Linked DNA regions of Xenopus tropicalis: region 1 is linked to region 2. The links are chromatin contacts, called in public Hi-C maps. All regions are on one chromosome and are shown on one strand. The core of a region is the stretch at or near the end of the contact, and the rest is flanking DNA. Distances in the headings are between cores, read along the strand shown.

Region 1 (4,618 bases), core at 1,886-4,385, 420 kb before region 2:
CTCAACACCACTCCCCCAATTGCATTCTTCTATGCTGCTGTGTTTGCTCAAAGAGTCCCTGGCTACTCAATATAGGACTCTGTACAGCACTTTGCAAAATTGTAGGATATGTTGAACAATTCACCACAAAGGAAGAGAGGCTTAGGTGCACCACCCTGAGCCTTCAACTAGGGGAGCGGATATCATCGTTTTTTGAAGAGCAGGCACTCAATGAGCAAATCTTCAAGCAGAATAGTTTTATTGGAGTACCATAATCGCCTTACGGGTTTCGTGTTCGCAGGCACTTAATCATAGGCCCATAAGTTGTACTTTTGCCTTGTCTTCTCTGTGCTCATGAAGATGCACATGCTTACTTTGTGCAGCTTTCTGTCTTTTGTATTTCAGGGCCCTCTATGCTTCTGTTTTGGCACATTTAGTTTTATTGTTATGTCCATGTTTGGTAACACATTCATGAGCAGTTGTAAGTTATATGCATTAAATTTGTATTCTAGCAATCATTTTCAATAAGTCTACAAACCCTACAAAAGTCTGAATTGAAAGACTGCATAAATGTTGCTTAGGATAACTCACATTGAATTCTACATGATCTCACAAGTGTTTAGCAAAGTTTTACATTTGTGTTTTCAGATTTCTTGTGCTTAACAAATATCGAACATTTGAGTTTTTGAAACCTTAATCCCCAAAATTCCACCAAATTTCCCCTATCTGTAGAGCTTCTGAAATGTTGTATTGTCAGTGCCAACCAGCAATGCAGGAGATACTACAGATTAATGGTTAAAGAGTCTAAGGGGCTGATTTACTTACCCACGAACGGGTCGAATGGAGTCCGATTGCGTTTTTTTCGTAATGATCGGTACTTTGCGATTTTTTCGTATGTTTTGCGATTTTTTCGGATCCAATACGATTTTTGCGTAAAAACGCGAGTTTTCCTATCCATTACGAAAGTTGCGTAAAAAGTTGCGCATTTTGCGTAGCGTTAAAACTTACGCGAAAAATGTGCAACTTTTCGCGTAAGTTTTAACGCTACGCAAAATGCGCAACTTTTTACGCAACTTTCGTAATGGATACGAAAAACTCGCGTTTTTACGCAAAAATCGTATTGGTAACGAAAAATTCGTACAGAATCCGAAAAAATCGCAAAACATACGAAAAAGTCGCAAAATGTTCGTTTTCAAGTCGGAACTTTTCCAATTCGGGTCGGATTCGTGGGTTAGTAAATCAGCCCCAATGTCTAAAGCTGAGTATTAGGTTCCTGCTGTTCAGTTGGGCAGGGCCTTAACTCTTGTATCAGTTATTGGTTATTTTTGTATGTTAATCGGTATGTTTAGCGAAAGAAGCAGCATTGTACATCTGTTATCCAGAATGTTTGGGACCTGGGGTTTTCTGGATAAAGGGTCTTTCCGTAATTTGTATCTCCTACCTTAAGGCTACTAAGAAAAATATTTAAACAGTAATAAAACCCAATAAGATTGTTTCGGCTCCAATAAGGATTAATTATATCTTAGTTGGGATCAAGTACAGGTACTGTTTTATTATTACAGAGAAAAGGGAATCATTTAACCATTAAATAAACCCAATAGGACTGTTCTGCCCCCAATAAGGGGTAATTATATCTTAGTTGGGATCAAGTACAGGTACTGTTTTATTATTACAGAGAAAAAGGAAATCTTTTTTTTTTTAAAAAATTTGAATTATTTGCTTATAATGGAGTCTATGGGAGACAGCCTTTCCATAATTCGGAACTTTCTGGATAAGGGGCCCGATACCTGTATGAGCTATTTTGTAGACAGCAGGAGATGTAAAGGGGGTAATTTATCAACACTGGGCAAATTAGTCTGTGGGCAATAACTCATGAACAAGCCAAATTAATTCATTGTTCTACCTGTAGCTGGTAAAAAAAAGCCAATCAGTCATTGGTTGTTATGGGTCTCTGCCTACAGCAAGTTCACCCAGTGTTTATATATGAACCCAACAGTAAGCAATCACCATTTTTTCTTCAAAATGCTTTGTGTTTTCGTAGAATGCAAGCATCATTGTGGACAAAGCAGGCGTTGTGCCTGACGCAGCAAAGTTAATACAACTGCATGCGCATTTTGACGCAAATTGGAAGCAATGCATGGAAGTACTGGTACTGGTATCATTTACTGTGTTTGGTTTGCCAGTGACATGAGCACTAGTGATGGGCAAAATGTTTCGCCAGGCATAGATTTGCGGGCATGGTTTCACGAAACGGATGAAAAAATTTGCCGCGCGTCCAAAAATTTTCACGGGTGACAAAAGAATAGCTGCGGGCAACAAAAGAATAGCCATGCGCGACAATTTTTTTTGCCGTGCAACATTTTCGCCGTTTTGCGAATCTTTTGAAATATTCGCGAATTTTTCTGCAAAGCGAAACGGGACAGATTCGCTCATCACTAATGAGCACCCAATTCTTTAGGTGCAAGGGTGACATGCCTATTGATGCAGGGCGCAAAGGCAACCCTAAAGCTACATCATAATCTGCTGAACACAGGGTTCAAGAACTTGTGGACCCTCAGTTACAAAAAGTGCATAAACCCATAGCAGCAGATAATGGGCTTTCATCATTCTAACCTCACAATTTGATATCTATCGTATTGGTTACAATGTGCTGCTGGTCAAAAAAAAATGTTTGGAAGAAATGCTGTACCGAAACATCCAGCAGTAGATGCTTTGCTTGAGATTCTTATTATATTTAACACTGTCCTTTTTCTGGATACGATAATATATTCTACAAGTACCTACATATCCAGAGACAGCAATATAAGAACATTGAATTGTGCATTAACATAGGCAAACTTTTCCAGCAGCACCAGTGACCAGTGCACAGTTAGCTTTATTAGGTACAGTTTGGTTGAAATGTTCATTTGATTTAAATGGATAAATAGACTACGACTATGTTACTATTAGCTCAAATAGTTACCATTTTAAATTAACAAATGCTTTTCTATAAGAGCCTCTTAGATATATAATTACTCTAGATTATAGTAATGGGGAATGGGTTCTTAGTTTGAGCTTCATTTTCACTATTTCTTTGGTTTGTATGGTAAAAGTAATACAATACAGAGAAGAAAGGGGGCACTCATGCCTTGCAATTCAAAGAAGCATCCGGGTTGCATTAGACATTGTGCAGAGAAAGGATTGTCAGAAAATTTATGAAGAGCATTTTATAACATGTGCAGGAGAGATAGATCCTTGGGAAATACTGCTCTGCAGCATTTATCATTATGTGCTCTAACTATTAGCTAACTACTTGCCCAAGCACATACAGCAAGTTTCTATACTGGCATAGACATTTCATCTGGCTTCCTTTTATTAATCTCCACAATGAGGGAGATTTACAGGAAATAACTTGTAAAATGATTCCAGTTGTTATTAACCATAATAAGAACTTAGTTATTTATAAAGATATTTAGCTAAAGAAATGGTACTGATTAATTATTGTGGTTAAGCATTTAAAAATTAGGAAGCAAAAGACTCTTACCTGTTAATTGATGTTCTCCTGTTTGCTGTATTATTTGCATTACTTTGAAAATGTCTGTCAGTATAGGCATAGCTCAGCCATCTATTCAGGTGAATGGAATGGAGGCACATCCTGATGGGACCTAGTTCAAAAGCTTGGAACAATGTAGAAAGTTTTCTGCAATTCACATTTATCTGTTATGAGCAAGAGTAGGTTAAACTTAACTTACTCGCAGTGCAAGCTATTCACAATATACAGGTATAGGACCCGTTATCCAGAATGTTCGGGACCAAGGGTATTCCGCATAAGGGGTCTTTCCATAATTTGGATCTCCATACCTTAATTAAAAAATTAATAAAATATTAATTAATCCAATAAGGATTCATTATATCTTAGTTGGGATCAAGTACAAGGTACTGTTTTATTATTACAGAGAAAAGGGAATCATTTAACCATTAAATAAACCCAATAGGGCTGTTCTGCCCCCAATAAGGGCTAATTATATCTTAGTTGGGATCAAGTACAAGTACTGTTTTATTATTACAGAGAAAAGGGAATCATTTAACCATTAAATAAACCCAATAGGGCTGTTCTGCCCCAATAAGGGGTAATTATATCTTAGTTGGGATCAAGTACAAGTACTGTTTTATTATTACAGAGAAAAGGGAATCATTTAACCATTAAATAAACCCAATAGGGCTGTTCTGCCCCCAATAAGGGGTAATTATATCTTAGTTGGGATCAAGTACAGGTACTGTTTTATTATTACAGAGAAAAAGGAAACCATTTAACCATGAAATAAACCCAATAGGGCTGTTCTGCCCCCAATAAGGATTAATTATATCTTAGTTGGGATCAAGTACAGGTACTGTTTTATTATTACAGAGAAAAGGGAATCATTTAACCATTAAATAAACCCAATAGGGCTGTTCTGCCCCAATAAGGGGTAATTATATCTTAGTTGGGATCAAGTACAAGTACTGTTTTATTATTACAGAGAAAAAGGAAATCAGTTTTAAAATTCTGAATTATTTGATTAAAATGGAGTCTATGGGAGATGGGCTTTCTGTAATTCGGAGCAACCTGGATAACGGGTTTCCGGATAAGGGATCTCATACCTGTATAATAAGACAATTT
Region 2 (4,817 bases), core at 1,820-4,319:
ATTTTTGATGCCAACTTTGTTGCCATGTAGTACTGACCCATGGCAACAGAGTTTATCTTTGATATGACACATTTTTGATGGGTAGTCTTCAGGATCCCGCTATGAGTGTCAAAAGGAGCTGCAGAGAGCAGCAAAGTTGGTTCAGCCTGATCATACACTTCTTCTGACCATACAGAATTAATTTAACCTGAGCTACCATGACCCACAGGGCCCATTATTTGTAGCCCCCTAAAAGCAGCAGTGTAAAAGTAGACAACCTCCTTGTGCTCACAGATTTGTCTCTGGAGAGGGTCTGTGGTATAATGTGTATAGTAAGCCATGTTCATGCCAGTGAAATTGTAGGATGGTGTGTGTAGTAAGGCAAGATGGTGTTGGAGAGGGATAGTGTGTGTGTATAGTAAGGCAAGATGGTTTTAGGTAAGGAAATTTGACTGTATAGTAAGGATTGTATCCTGATCTACATCTACCAGTATCTACTAACAGCAGAAAATGATGGGGCTTTCTGGGAGTTGTAGTTCAATAGCATTTACAGACCTGCTGGTTGGGCTGACCCCAAGCCCCACCACAACCAAGCTGAACATGATCGTACCCTGTGTGTATCTAAGCCGGTAACCCTAACATATCAGAATCCGTTCTTATCCATGTGAAATATTCTCCCCCTCCCCTAATCTCCGCTCAGCTTTTCTGTGATTACAAAGTCACTTTCCTACTATTGTTTAACGGCTGAAAGAAAATAAGCCCATTAATCACCCCGGCCATTTCCACCCCATTGCACACTTTCTATGGTCTCAAGTGGAGCTCAGCCTTAATTGCTTTACGGTCTCTGCAGGCCTTTTCATGCACCCTTGGTTAGATTGTCAGCTCTTTGGGACAGCATCCTGTCTATGAAGTTTATGAGCATCGCCTTTTGCCCACACCATGTATTTGATCAGTGCTAAATATGTTTTCCATATGCAGAAACACATTGGCCTATTTACAATCAGGGTTTATCTTTTATTAACTTTCCTTTAAAGAGACAGTAAAATATATAGGCATATCTTATAGTGCACTCAGAGCATTCCATAGCAATAACCCCCCCCTCCCCGCTGAAGGGAAACCTACCCCCTGTGCCCAAACCCAGTGTTGATGTAGCTAGTTGCAATCAGAGATGCTGAATGATTTAAGCTGGTCATATACGACCCATAGAAGAGCCCAACTCGATCTCTTCTGACTACTGCTACTTGTAGTAACTACTTGTTGCAGCTACAACAATAGACAATGCTGACAATTTACTGATAATTGTCTCTGTGTGTTTTAGCAGAGGCAATTCTCAGTAGTAGCTGCTTGTCTAGAAACTACCCTGTCATACCCTGTCACCCGGTTGCTAGGGTACTGGACCCCAGTAACCGAATAGCTGCTAAAAATCCAAACTGGAGAGCTGCTGAACAGAAAGCTAAATAACTAAAAAACCACAAATAATAAAAAAAATGAAGACCAATTGCATTTTTTAGAATAGGACTCCCTACAACATACTATAATTTAATTTAAAGGTGAACAAACCTTAACTTAAGCATTAATAGAATAGCACAATTTTTTATGGCCACAAGTGGTGCTGTTCCATTGCTGCTCTCTAATGAGAAGGTCTTATTTTCTCCTTCTCTATATATAAAGCTGTGCAGGGGAGGGGCAGTTACTGTGTATGCTTATACCCTAATGGAAACTATAGGCACACACACTTGTTGGTACTGTACATTTTCCGTTCCTATTACTTCATGCGTTGGTGCCGCCACGCAGTACCACCTATGCAATGTTCCGTAGGCTGACTAGTTAATTATGGCAAGGACCTTAATGTGACCACGCAAGGTCAGGCAGCTGATTGGCTGAGTGTGTAGGCGAGTGACTGTGCAAGAAGTGGGCAGTATATTTATCACATAGAAGGACAGACATATAAAAAAAATGCATCTGATATGGTTGGGTGCTGTTGGGTGCTGTGAGCAAAGCAGAGAGTCTGGGCCCTTATTGTGAAGGGGGGGATTAGATATATATATATATAAATCTGCTTACCAGATTTTTGTCAGAAGGGGCACCCCTCATACTGGGTGCCTGAGGCCCCCTCCACCCTGAAACCAGCAGAGGGGGGGGATTAGATATATATAAATCTGCTTACCAGATTATTGTCAGAAGGGGCACCCCTCATACTGGGTGCCTGAGGCCCCCTCCACCCTGAAACCAACAGAGCGCTGGAACTAAAGATAGGCAAAAGAGGCACGTGCCTAGGGATTGATTGTGTGAGTGGTGGGGCGGCTGGGCACATACCTTTGGGGGGTGGTATGAGTCCTGCCAAAGAGACAAGTGGGGGGGGGTTGCTTGCCCTGGTACCAGCACTCATGTACAATATCATTGCAGTTAATGATTATAACGTTGCACATGTCATTGCCCTTAACCAGGTACTTTTGCACCCCAACTTTTCTGGATATTTAAAGGACATAATTACATTTAAAACAATGGGGTTCTAAGACGATTTGCAGCTTGTCGTTTTTTTTGTTTTTCTATTTATGGTTGTGTACCGTTATCTGGTTTCTAGGCCCCAATTTTTCCACATCCACCAGAAAGTTCACTCCAAGGCCCCTGGCTCTGGCTGCTGAGATCTGTAGTTCGACCACAGTTGTTGCGGCAGTGTAGCGTAGGAACAATAGCTGGCAGGCCTCGTTCTGCATCTTGTTGATCCAAAGGGCCCCCCTTCATTTCCTGCCAGACAAGCCACACTATCGTACATTCCTCGTCTGCCAGAGGTTTAAGGGCAGAGTCTGGAGGAATGTGCGGATACAGATAAATTCCGCTTGTTTGTAGATTCCTGGCCCATTGCTGCTGTCCCAAGCAGCCCCACTATCTCTCTGTGTAACAGCAACTCACTTGGTGGTGACCTTGTGTGGGAATCACTGGGTGTTTTTAGTTACACACACACACATTCACTCACACACACACACTCTTACACACACACACAAATTCCCCTTGCTACACACTGTACGTGACTTGCACAAGTTCAGCCTGTAACTGTCTGTACCCAGCCGAGCTCTCACCAACCCACAGCCAAAAACCCACATGCACAGAACAAAAACAGAATCCGAACTGAGATCCAAACCCAGCAGCTAATTAGGGCTTACACATCGTTATCACCTCGGTTACTTTTGTTTCTTAATTAGATGTTTTCTCTACACACAGTGCATGGGCTCTTATAGGGCTGGCCTTACCATTCGGCATCTGTACTTGGCTCTCAGCGCTCAGTGGTGGGGCCCTTAGCAAGAACATTCCATTGAGTAATCACACCTCCATTATTTGTGGGGTCATCTCTAGTGCAGACAGGGCCTGGAATAGAACAAACATGGAACCCATTCATTTATGTATAGGAACATTTGAACATACCCAGAATTCCTGTTTTTTGCCTGGCTGAAGAGCAAAGGGAAGGGAAGCAGGATCCCTGAATAATCTCGCCTTGGTTACATAGTTACATAGGGTTGAAAAAATACCATCAAGTTCAACCCTTCCAAGTAAAGCCAGCACCCACAAACCTATACTTACCTATCTATACACTCACATTGCAGATGCCAACCAGCACAAGATTAGTACAGAGGGGTACAAAATTTTAAAATTTGCCTGCGGCGGGGCGGCATGCCGCCCCTGTGTTTGTGCCGCCCTAGGCCTGGGCCTTTGTGGCCTTGCCACATAACTTCAATGGTCTGTATATTTTATTAGCAGTTAAGACGTGTTGGTGTATAAATCATTTTCCCCAGGCTGGGGGAAGGTTATTCATAGTCATCCATGCTGTGGTACCTCCTTATAGCACAGCTTTCTTTGCAGAGGATTCTGGGAGTTGTAGGTCTACAGCAGCTCTAGTGCCCAGGGTTTCTATTCAATTACATAGAAATGATCAGAATGAAAAGGGGTTAAGGCACTGGGCTGTGACCAAGCTCTGCTAATTCAGTTCCTGTACCGACTCCTTGTGATCTTCGGGCAAATCATTTCATCTCCTTGCGCCTCAGGCTCCTAGATTAGACAGAAGGCTCTATAGGACACTACTGGCTACTAGTGTGCTGGGAAAAAAACTGCATGGCCAATTCAGAGTTAATTAATTAAATCAGGATATGGTTAATTCAGTCTAAAAGGGCATATTTAACATATTCTCATGGTGCACATAATATTTTGGGGGTGAATAGATTCTGCTAATTGTGACCCTGCTTATTATTCTCTACTGTTTCAGGCAGATCCTTACTGTAATGAAGAGGTGCAGGGGCCTGCAGCCTTTCTTTATTTTATTTTAGGTTGAAGCAGAGGCCTGCTCTCAATGAGATCTAAAGCCAGATCCATACCTCTTGAGAGCCACCTAGTGTTTGTTAGTGGTACTGTCAGACAATAGCAATAATTCTTTAATCCTCTTTTTTCTGCTGTTTTTAAATAATCTCTTTTCATGTACTTTATTTCGGTCATATACCTAGTTTATATAAGAATAACAACTGATTTCTGTATTATCAATTGCAAATGTCAAAGTTTGTTAAGTGTAGGGAAATGTAAATCTAGTCCAACTATATAGTGATACATTGCCCAAGTACTTCTGTACTGTTCTAGCCTTTGCTGCATTGTATGTGTCCTTTATCCTAGCCATAAGTAATGGCCTCAAAGTGTGCACATTTTAGCAAGTACTGGTCTGGTCTCAGTCGAGTTCAGTTATGAGGAGTAGGGGATAGTAAGTGTAAAAAAGAAGATGGCGCTAGTAGGGCAAGACTGGAAAATAAAGAGTAAGATAAATCTTTTATTGGCTAATTAAGCAGATTATAACATGA

The links. Hi-C and Micro-C count contacts between places; a contact is called where the count stands out from the background.
Region 1: a contact with region 2 is called in a Hi-C map of liver, with 7 times the contacts expected there. The contact joins two enhancer-like sites. A contact is called at or near these places in 3 of 5 Hi-C or Micro-C datasets (brain, liver and tailbud embryo).

What each region holds. Positions count from the first base shown.
Region 1 is chr8:117,711,583-117,716,200 of UCB_Xtro_10.0, reverse strand. No RefSeq gene overlaps it. Among named protein-coding and RNA genes, the nearest start is that of tmem229b, 96 kb to the left of the region's middle. Within about 2 kb of position 3,135, at least 3 of the 11 cell types and tissues checked have an H3K27ac peak or open chromatin away from gene starts, as enhancers often do. A contact at or near this core is called in liver, where this site is marked.
Region 2 is chr8:117,296,308-117,301,124 of UCB_Xtro_10.0, reverse strand. No RefSeq gene overlaps it. Among named protein-coding and RNA genes, the nearest start is that of zfp36l1, 9.3 kb to the left of the region's middle. Within about 2 kb of position 3,069, at least 7 of the 11 cell types and tissues checked have an H3K27ac peak or open chromatin away from gene starts, as enhancers often do. A contact at or near this core is called in liver, where this site is marked.